Linked DNA regions of Mus musculus: region 2 is linked to region 1. The links are chromatin contacts, called in public HiChIP or PLAC-seq maps. All regions are on one chromosome and are shown on one strand. Each heading gives the region's core, a stretch centred on a gene start, on an enhancer-like site or on the middle of the called end of the contact. The rest is flanking DNA. Distances are from core to core; before and after follow the strand shown.

Evidence for each region. HiChIP or PLAC-seq counts read pairs in DNA pulled down with a chosen protein or histone mark.
Region 2: a contact with region 1 is called in an H3K27ac HiChIP or PLAC-seq map of embryonic stem cells, with 5 read pairs. The contact joins two enhancer-like sites. A contact is called at or near these places in 1 of 484 Hi-C or Micro-C datasets (CD4 T cells), 4 of 115 datasets of contacts at active chromatin or transcription factors (embryonic stem cells, large pre-B cells and memory CD8 T cells) and 3 of 9 other capture datasets (liver, macrophages and pancreatic islet).

The regions. Positions count from the first base shown.
Region 1 is chr1:36,769,088-36,773,187 of GRCm38.p6, reverse strand. It overlaps Zap70 (zeta-chain (TCR) associated protein kinase), which reads right to left. Exons shown (of 13, transcript NM_009539.3): 2 at 1,976-2,386; 3 at 1,239-1,399. The coding sequence starts at 2,377. Among named protein-coding and RNA genes, the nearest start is that of Zap70, 9.3 kb to the right of the region's middle. Within about 2 kb of position 1,962, at least 32 of the 459 cell types and tissues checked have an H3K27ac peak or open chromatin away from gene starts, as enhancers often do. A contact at or near this core is called in embryonic stem cells, where this site is marked.
Region 2 is chr1:37,041,326-37,045,425 of GRCm38.p6, reverse strand. It overlaps Vwa3b (von Willebrand factor A domain containing 3B), which reads right to left. Exons shown (of 28, transcript NM_001370828.1): 3 at 3,037-3,131; 4 at 218-468. It overlaps Gm39626 (a long non-coding RNA gene), which reads left to right. Exons shown (of 3, transcript XR_865352.2): 2 at 2,370-2,553; 3 at 2,692-2,859. Among named protein-coding and RNA genes, the nearest start is that of Gm39626, 3.0 kb to the left of the region's middle. Within about 2 kb of position 2,450, at least 26 of the 459 cell types and tissues checked have an H3K27ac peak or open chromatin away from gene starts, as enhancers often do. A contact at or near this core is called in embryonic stem cells, where this site is marked.

The DNA of each region.
Region 1 (4,100 bases), core at 713-3,212:
TTGTTTTGTTTTGTTTTCGAGACAGAGTTTCTCTGTGTAGCCCTGGCTGTCCTGGAACTCACTCTGAAGACCAGGCTGGCCTTGAACTCAGAAATCCGCCTGCCTCTGCCTCCCAAGTGCTGGGATTAAAGGCGTGTGCCACCACCACTGCCCAGCTATTATTTTTAATTGTATGTATGGGAAGTGGGGTATGTGCCTGTGAGTGCAGGGGGAGGGGGGCTGTGGTTACAGGTGAATGTAAGCCGTGCCGCAGGTGCTGGGAACCGCTGATCCCTCTCTCCAGTCTGGTATTATACACACTCTTCCCTTTCCACTGACAGCAAAGTCCAGGAGAGAATGCTATCTCTGGGGAGACCTGCAGGCTCTCAGCACAGACCACATTGAGGGTCAAGGGTTAGTTCTTCAAGCAGATCCTGGGAAAGGGAACAGCCCTGGGGGAGGAGGCGGAGCAATGATTCATCGCAGAGAGGCCCTAGGGACTGTCCCCCAGGCTACTTGATATAAACACTGGGCTTTCTGGGGTCACAGAGAGAGGCAGGCACCAACTCTCCTATCTGGATGCCTAGTGACTGGCTGATATCTGAATAACATTTATACTTAAAACACCCACACCCAAGCAAGGAAGTAGCACCTGGCCCTGGCTTTTGAATGTTCAGCAGGCTTCTAAAAAAAAAAAAAGAGCTTCAGACTCTGACTGTAAGAAACTCATGAATGACCCCTGCCATGGCTCAGACACACAGACACAGCATCAGCCTCCATGCCCCACCCACGCCCCCTCTGACCACGCCCTCACCTCCAGCTTCCAGGTCTGGCGCACATAGTCACACACCATAGCATCGCGCAGGAACACAAGGGCTCATATCTAACTTGCCTACGCTACTGCTCTACACACATTGATTCCTGAGATTCTTTACACAGGTCTCAGGCAGACACTGCTGGCATCTATAGAATAGATTCCTTCAACATCCTCCCTGTCTAATCCATACCATTGCCTGCTACCCAGCCCGTAGCCTACAGGCAGCAAAAAGCTAGGCTCAATGCAGGTGACTCCAGCTCTGGAGTCCTTCCAGTTCACTGTAAGGACTTTACCGTATCAAAGTACCTCTGCGCATGTGCACACAGACATATTTGCTCTTCGAGCCCACGTGCACACTCAGGTCTGCCTGCCCACCTGGCCCCCAGGATTTCAACCAATAAGCCCTGGCCCCTCATCAACTGCACTCCCATGCCCCACATACAGGAACTTGCCGTCGGTCTGCTGGCCGGAATAGAGTTTGCGCTCGGCCTCCTCACGAGTCAGGCTGCTGTGATACCAGGGCATTCGCTCGTGGGCTGTGGTAGCAATGAGCTTCTCCACCTGTGGGGCCTGGCTGATGATGGCCTGCTCTAGTGCATCGCCCTGAGGAGGAGGAAAGAGGAGCGTTATGGGAGTGGCCAAGTGGCCAGCCACCAGAACCCACTTGCTTGCTCTGTACTTTCCAGAACACCTGTTCCGTAAGAGGAACCCACCCACCTAGGCATCCCTAGAGTGTGTCTGAAAGCTGTTGGAGGAACCTCTGTCAGCTCTAAGGTCTCCTTCCTAATCCACCCAGGGAGGCACCGTGCCTAGGCTTCACCTTCTAGGCCAGCTTGAAGCTCATCAGCTTCAAGGTCCTACACAATTTCCTGCTCAAGCATAGCACATGCTGAGGACTACAGCCTATAGTCTCTGTCTGCCATCCTTCTGTAGGCCACAGGCCTGCCCTTCATGGTCCTCTCTGGCACCTTCAGGCGCATCATAGATGGTGAAGCACCACAGCATCATTCAGGCTGCGCAAGCCTGGACCTGCAAGTCCTCCTTCCAGGTCATGGGCTCAACTAGGGCCTCAGCATTCTGTCACTTCCAAATCCCAGGCCTCAGAGCATCTTGCAAGCCAATGAAGACACAGCATCAGCCTCCATGCCTCGCCCACTCCCCCTCTGACCACGCCCTCACCTCCAGCTTCCAGGTCTGGCGCACGTAGTCGCGCACCATAGCATCACGCAGGCAGTCGAAGACCCCGGGCTGTGGCTCCAGTCCGGGCGGCCGGTTACACGGCTTACGCAGGTTGCAGGGCAGCCCGTCGGGGTCCTGAGAGTAGAACTGGCAGAGCTCGGCCGGGCCGCAGTGCGCCTTCCCGCCCGCGATGGCGTACGTGCCGTTGAGTTGGCGCTCGATGGGGAAATGGTGGAAGCGCACGTCGTGCACCAACGACAGCACGTAGCCGCCCAGGGAGCGCAAACACTGGCGCAGGAGGAACAGCCCGTCGGCCATGCCTGCCAGCTTCAGGTGCTCCTCGGCCTCAGCCCGCGAGATGCTGCCATAGAAGAATGGCAGGTGCGCCGCGGGATCGGGCATCGCTGGACCCTGTGGGTGCAAAGGCGTTTCAGGGCCATCATGGTGCCTCATCTTTGCACGGGAGTCAGTTCCAGAGAGGAGCTACCCTGTCCTGGCACCCACTTCTGAAACCCACTTCTGACTTTTTGGGGACCTGTGCACAACATCCAGACACCCCGAAGGTCCCCAGGTCTGAACTGACCCTTCAGTTTCCAAAGATATGTCATTCCCTTCCCTTTCGAAGGCCACACACACACGGGAGGTGGCGGTCAATAGTGTGATAGGCGTGACCATTACCATTATAGATTGAAGTCTGGGTTTTAAAGAATGATATGAGAGAATGAGGTTACCATGGCTAGAAGGGCCTCCCCCTCTAGCTCAGAGCATGAGGATAAGGTGGAACCATCTCAAAAAAAAAAAAAAAAAAAAAAAAAAAAAAAACTTATAGGGGAAGCTGGACGGTGTTGGCCCACGCCTTTAATCCCAGCATTTGGCAGGCAGAGGCAGGTAGATCTGTGAGTTCAAGGACAGCCTGATCTACAGAGCAAGATCCAGGACAACCAAGGCTACACAGAGAAACCCTGTCTTGAAAAAATAAAACAAAACAAAAACAGGAGGGGAGAGTGTAAGGCAGAGCAAGGCTAACTAACTGCTCAGCAGGGAACCTGGCCCCAGTCTTCCCTGCTTCCCAGAGGATGCCCTTGGTCTCCTGTAATTCCCTTTGTCCCCACCCCTCTGCCTGCCAGAACCAGCTTCAGAAAGTAAGAGCTAATCTGACTATCCATCCATAGACAGATTGTTAAAAGTCAGGATTTTACTCTAATGTTAAGTCTGATGCAACCATGAGGACGAAATGGGGTTTGTGGTTAGGGAGAAGAGACAGAAAAGCATGGTGGCCCGAGTATGCTACCCCAGCGTTTGAGAGGCTGAGGCAGGAGGGTCACATGAATTTAAGGTCAGCTTGGGGTAAATGGATGGATAAATGAGTGGATGGATGGACAGATGGACAGATAGACAGACACATAGATAATAGATCTAAGAATGATAGATAGGTATATAGATACATAGAAACATAGATGATAGACAAATCTGAGACAGACAGATAGATAGACAGACATAGATGATAGATCTGAGATAAATATATGGTATATTGATACATACATGCTAGACAGATCTGAGGTAGATAGATGAACAAACAGGCAGACAGATAGACAGATAATATGATAGGCAAGTGATTTTAAATTGTCTACCCTGAACTCCCTGGAAGGCTGCTAGTATCCTGTATCTTGTTCAAGCTTGGGTTACACCAGTGTCTGAATTAATCAAATTTCAGTGTGCATTAAGATTTATTGTATCTGCTCCGTCAAGGAGAACCACACAGTGCTGAGCCCAGGTTGGCCTCAAAGTCACTATGTGGTTGAGACTGAACTCTTGATCCTCCTGCCTCCACCTCCCATTTACTGGGAATGTAAACCTGCACCAGTACACCGGGCTTAAAGGCATGTCCTAGGCAGGCCTTTGACCTGAGATCCCATCAGAGCCAGCTGTACTCGTGTGTGTGTGTGTGTGTGTGTGTGTGTGTGTGTGTGTGTGTGTGGTGTATTTCACAACATCTGGTTGAAAACACATTGCTGGGCTGGATCTATCACAGAACCTCTGCCTCATATGGGAAGGCCCAAGAAATGTGCCACCCCACAGGAGCAAGCAGCAGAGCCCTGTATTGCTCATGCTCCGTAGTGAAGTT
Region 2 (4,100 bases), core at 1,201-3,700, 270 kb before region 1:
AAGTTAAGTTTCTAAATCTCTCTTAACATGAAACCTGAGGTGTCCTGAGAAGTGCATATAAAAGTTCCCTGAGATGAATAATAAATGCATCGTGGGTTTTCTGCTGAAATTATACATCCTATGGAATTATGATAATCCTCCTCCCTCGCCATCAGCCTAACTGTGTTAACTCGGAAGATGTGATCCGCAGAGACAAATATTTTCACTGGGAACTCACCATATCATGTTGAACCTGGTGATGAGAGCCACCTGCTCCTGGAGGACCATTTTCAAAGCATCCCGACACAGATTGAGCTCCTCCATCAGAACGTCACCGAAGTCCAGCACTATGGTGACTCTCTGTTCCAAGATAACACCAAAAATCTGCCGGCTTCCGCTGGTGAGCCAGTCCATCCGCTGCTTGTAGCTCTCCACGGCTTGTGTTAAGTAATCCACAAACTGGCAGATCAGCTCTGTCTTTGCTGTCAGCTGAATGAAAATAAGGATGAAAAGTTAAAAAGAATGAAACAGTAGCAAAATAGGCAGTTGGGGCCTCAGTTCCGGTGATACAGCTGGAGCCACGAACTAGAAAGTGTTCCATAGGTGCCCTTCAAACACCACAGGAACCGGGAAAGAGATTTCAGCCTCTCAGAAAGATAATGAGATTTCTTCAAACTGCAGCACTCAAAATAAAATAAAATAAAATAAAATAAAATAAAATAGTGTCTAGGTTATATCTTATAATATATACAGAACACCAGAAAATGACCAGGGGCACTTTTAAGAAATTGAGTAAAAGAAAGAAAAACTAGCCAAGACAGATTTATTTTTTAAAGTCCCACTGAAAAGTTTTCCTATGTAAGAAGACACTACAAATTATTTCTTCAAAGGTCTCCAGTTCCTTGCAAGGACAGCAGCTCAGGCTCATCCTAGTGACTGTAACTTTTGTCACTCTGCCCTCTCTCCTATGCCAACCTCCCCTGTGCCTGGGTCACCCAGTTACTCATAGCCGCCACTGATACTTTTGGGGACATTCCTAAAGGTGACAAAGACTTGTGGGCAACTTCTTGTTATGTACACATCCTTTAAGCACACCTGGCACAATCGAAAGGCCTTTTAGAATGCAAAGAGGTAGACAGCAGACAAGAAGAACGAAAAGGCCGTGCGTCTATATTCTTGTCTACTCCTCAAAGGCCAGCACCATTTCTCTGCAGCATCGTGGCGCCAGGGATGGAACCTGGGACTTTGCGCATGCTCAACAAGTGCTTGTCCACTGAGCCATGCCCCAGCCCCTGCCATACCTCATGGCTTCTCTGAAGACCTCAGCTTTCAGGGCCCTTGGCATGAAACTGTGTTGTGCGGCTTTTTCCCAATGATGCAATTGCCATTGAGTCCCTTGTACCCTTTTGAGTAAACCCTATAAACTCTGGTTCCGTGGGCTAGATTCAACGGACCCTTTCTGGGGTTAAGCAGGTGGTTGTTCCCATTCCTGTAGACCTAGGAAAAGTCACAGAAAGATCTCAGGGGGTGTGGCGGTGGGTTTATGTGGGCAAAGACACCTCTGCTCTGTGGTGATTTTAATGTGGACCAGTTTAAAACAGTTCTAGTTCACCAAACCCAGAGGTCCAATTTTAAATTATTAAAAACAGTCGGCCCTCTCTATCCACAGGGCCTATATTCTCAAATTCAACCAACCTAGGGTAGAAAATATCTAAAAATGAACTGCATGGATACTGACTATGAACAGGTTATTTATTGTTATTATTTCCTATCCAATATGATATAAGATGTATTCACACAGCATTTATACTGTGTTGGGTATTATAAATCATCTAGCGATAACATATAGAATTGAATGGGTTTTAATGCAAATGCTGTGTTCTGCCAAGTATCTGTTGAGGATTGTGATGGATACTAGTTGTCTACTTGACCACTTCTGAAATCAGCTGAAAACAAGTCCCTTAGCATTCCTGTGAGGGATTTTCTTGATTGGATCCTTTGAGATGGGAAGACCCGCCCTAAATCTGGGCCACACCTTCTGGAGGCAGCCCACATGAATGGACATAAAGAAGGAAGCTTTTTCTTTTTGCTTGCTTGCCCTCACTCTCACTGGCAAGTTCATTACCCTGTTGCTGAGGCATTCCTTTGCTGGTGTTAGCGCCTACTCCTTCAGGGGTACAATGTAGGCTGAAGACCAGCATCCTCTAGGAATCCTCCGATACTCTAGCACCAGACCTGGGCACCCAGTCTCCTGGGCTGAACTACTAGGAATTCTTGGCCTTTCCAACGGGAGGTAGTCATTGTTGGGCTAGCTGAAGCACAGTTTGTGAGCCACTGTAATAAATCCCCTTTCAATAGATATGTTCTTTCTACTAATCCTCTTTCTTTAGACAATCTTGACTAACACAGGGCTCCTGGGAGCGCCTCCTACAGATTCCAAGGAAATAATAGTCCCAGTGGCTCTCAGAGGTGTGTCTCCAACAAGACTTCAGACTTCAGTTGTGGGTCCTAGCCTGACGTGAGTGAGCTCTCCGCCTGCCAGCGCTGGCCCCTCGTCCAATCTGGCTCCGGCAGGTAAGAACAGCCTCCATTTGTCTCTTGGGTGACTCTGGAGATTACTCTCATACTGACTTTTTTTCACCGTCATTTTCAAAATACAGTACATAAAGGGTTTTCTTCTGAGCGAGAGCTCTCGGTACTCTTCTCTTTCAGGCTCTGGGCTTCCTTCCCCAGCTGCTCAATAACTTCATCGTTAAGCCACTGCCCAAAGAAAACAGGAAATGGGAATCCCTCTGGCCCCTGGGATCTTTTGTTGTTTCTTGGTGGAGGGTTTGTTTGTTTATTTGTTTCTTTTTCTTTTTCAAGACAGGGTTTCTCTTTGTAGCCTTAGCTGTCCTGGAACTTACTCTGTACACCAAGCTGGCCTCGAACTTAGAGATTCCCCTGCCTCTGCCTCCTGAGTGCTGGAATTAAAGGCGTGTATCTCCACCACTTAGCCCCTGAGATCTTAATGTGGCCGCAGCCTCTTTCCGTGGGACTGAGGGACCTGTGACTCACGTTGTATAGTCTGCCATCTTCTGCTGTGTAGATCTGTGGGAACAGGCCATCAGCATACCGAGAAGCCACGAGTCTCCTCAAAGAAGTCACATAATCTGTATTTGTATAAAGACAATCAAAACGGCGTATCAGCAAAGACTCTCTTGTTTTTAAACATTTTCCTCAATAATTTGTAATGCTTTGTATTCTGTCCTAAGTCATAAGGTCTCTCAGGAACTATGATAAACATAAGTGCTTATGACATGCAGAAGTCTTGGAAATCATGTGGGGTGGGGTGGAGTTCATTTCCTGCTTCTTTTAGCTAGAACAATTGAGGCAAAGTTCAAAATCACAGCATGAAAACCGTGCTGCCAGGTGGTGGTGGCACACGCCTTTAATCCAGCACTTGGGAGGCAGAGGCCGGTGGGTTTCTGAGTTCGAGGCTAGCCTGGTCTACAAAGTAGGTTCCAGGACAGCCAGGGCTATACAGAGAAACCCTGTCTCGAAAAAATAAAATAAAATAATAATAAATAAATAAATAAGCAAATAAATAAATAAATAAATAAATAAAAACCGTGCTTAACACCTCGAGTCTTACTGAAGGTTTGGACTTAATTTACATAACTTGGGGGGAAAAAATGGGCACGCATGTTAGTCACCATTTTAATCCCAATACCTGGGAAGTAGAAGCAGGAGGATGAGGAGTTCAAAGCCAGCCTGGGTTAAATGCATATGAGGTCATCTCAATAAACCAAAAATATGGGCGTCCACACGCACACACGTAAGCACACCTGACCGACCCCACACGAGCATGAACACTACACATGCACACCACACCACACACATACAAATCAAAGTTTCAAGAGGAAATGTTGTTCTTGTTTTTTAATTAGCCAAGCATAATGAATAAGTATAAAAATTCAACTTAGGGACTACCTACTGCTCAGGTGAAATGAACTGAGTGCGTAATCGATCCAGAGGACCCAAGCATGACGTCAGCGTGACGTCAGCATCACAAGATTTGGCCCGGGCTTGAGAGGGGTAGGTTTGTGGACACTCAGCAGCCAGCTGAAATGCACACTAGG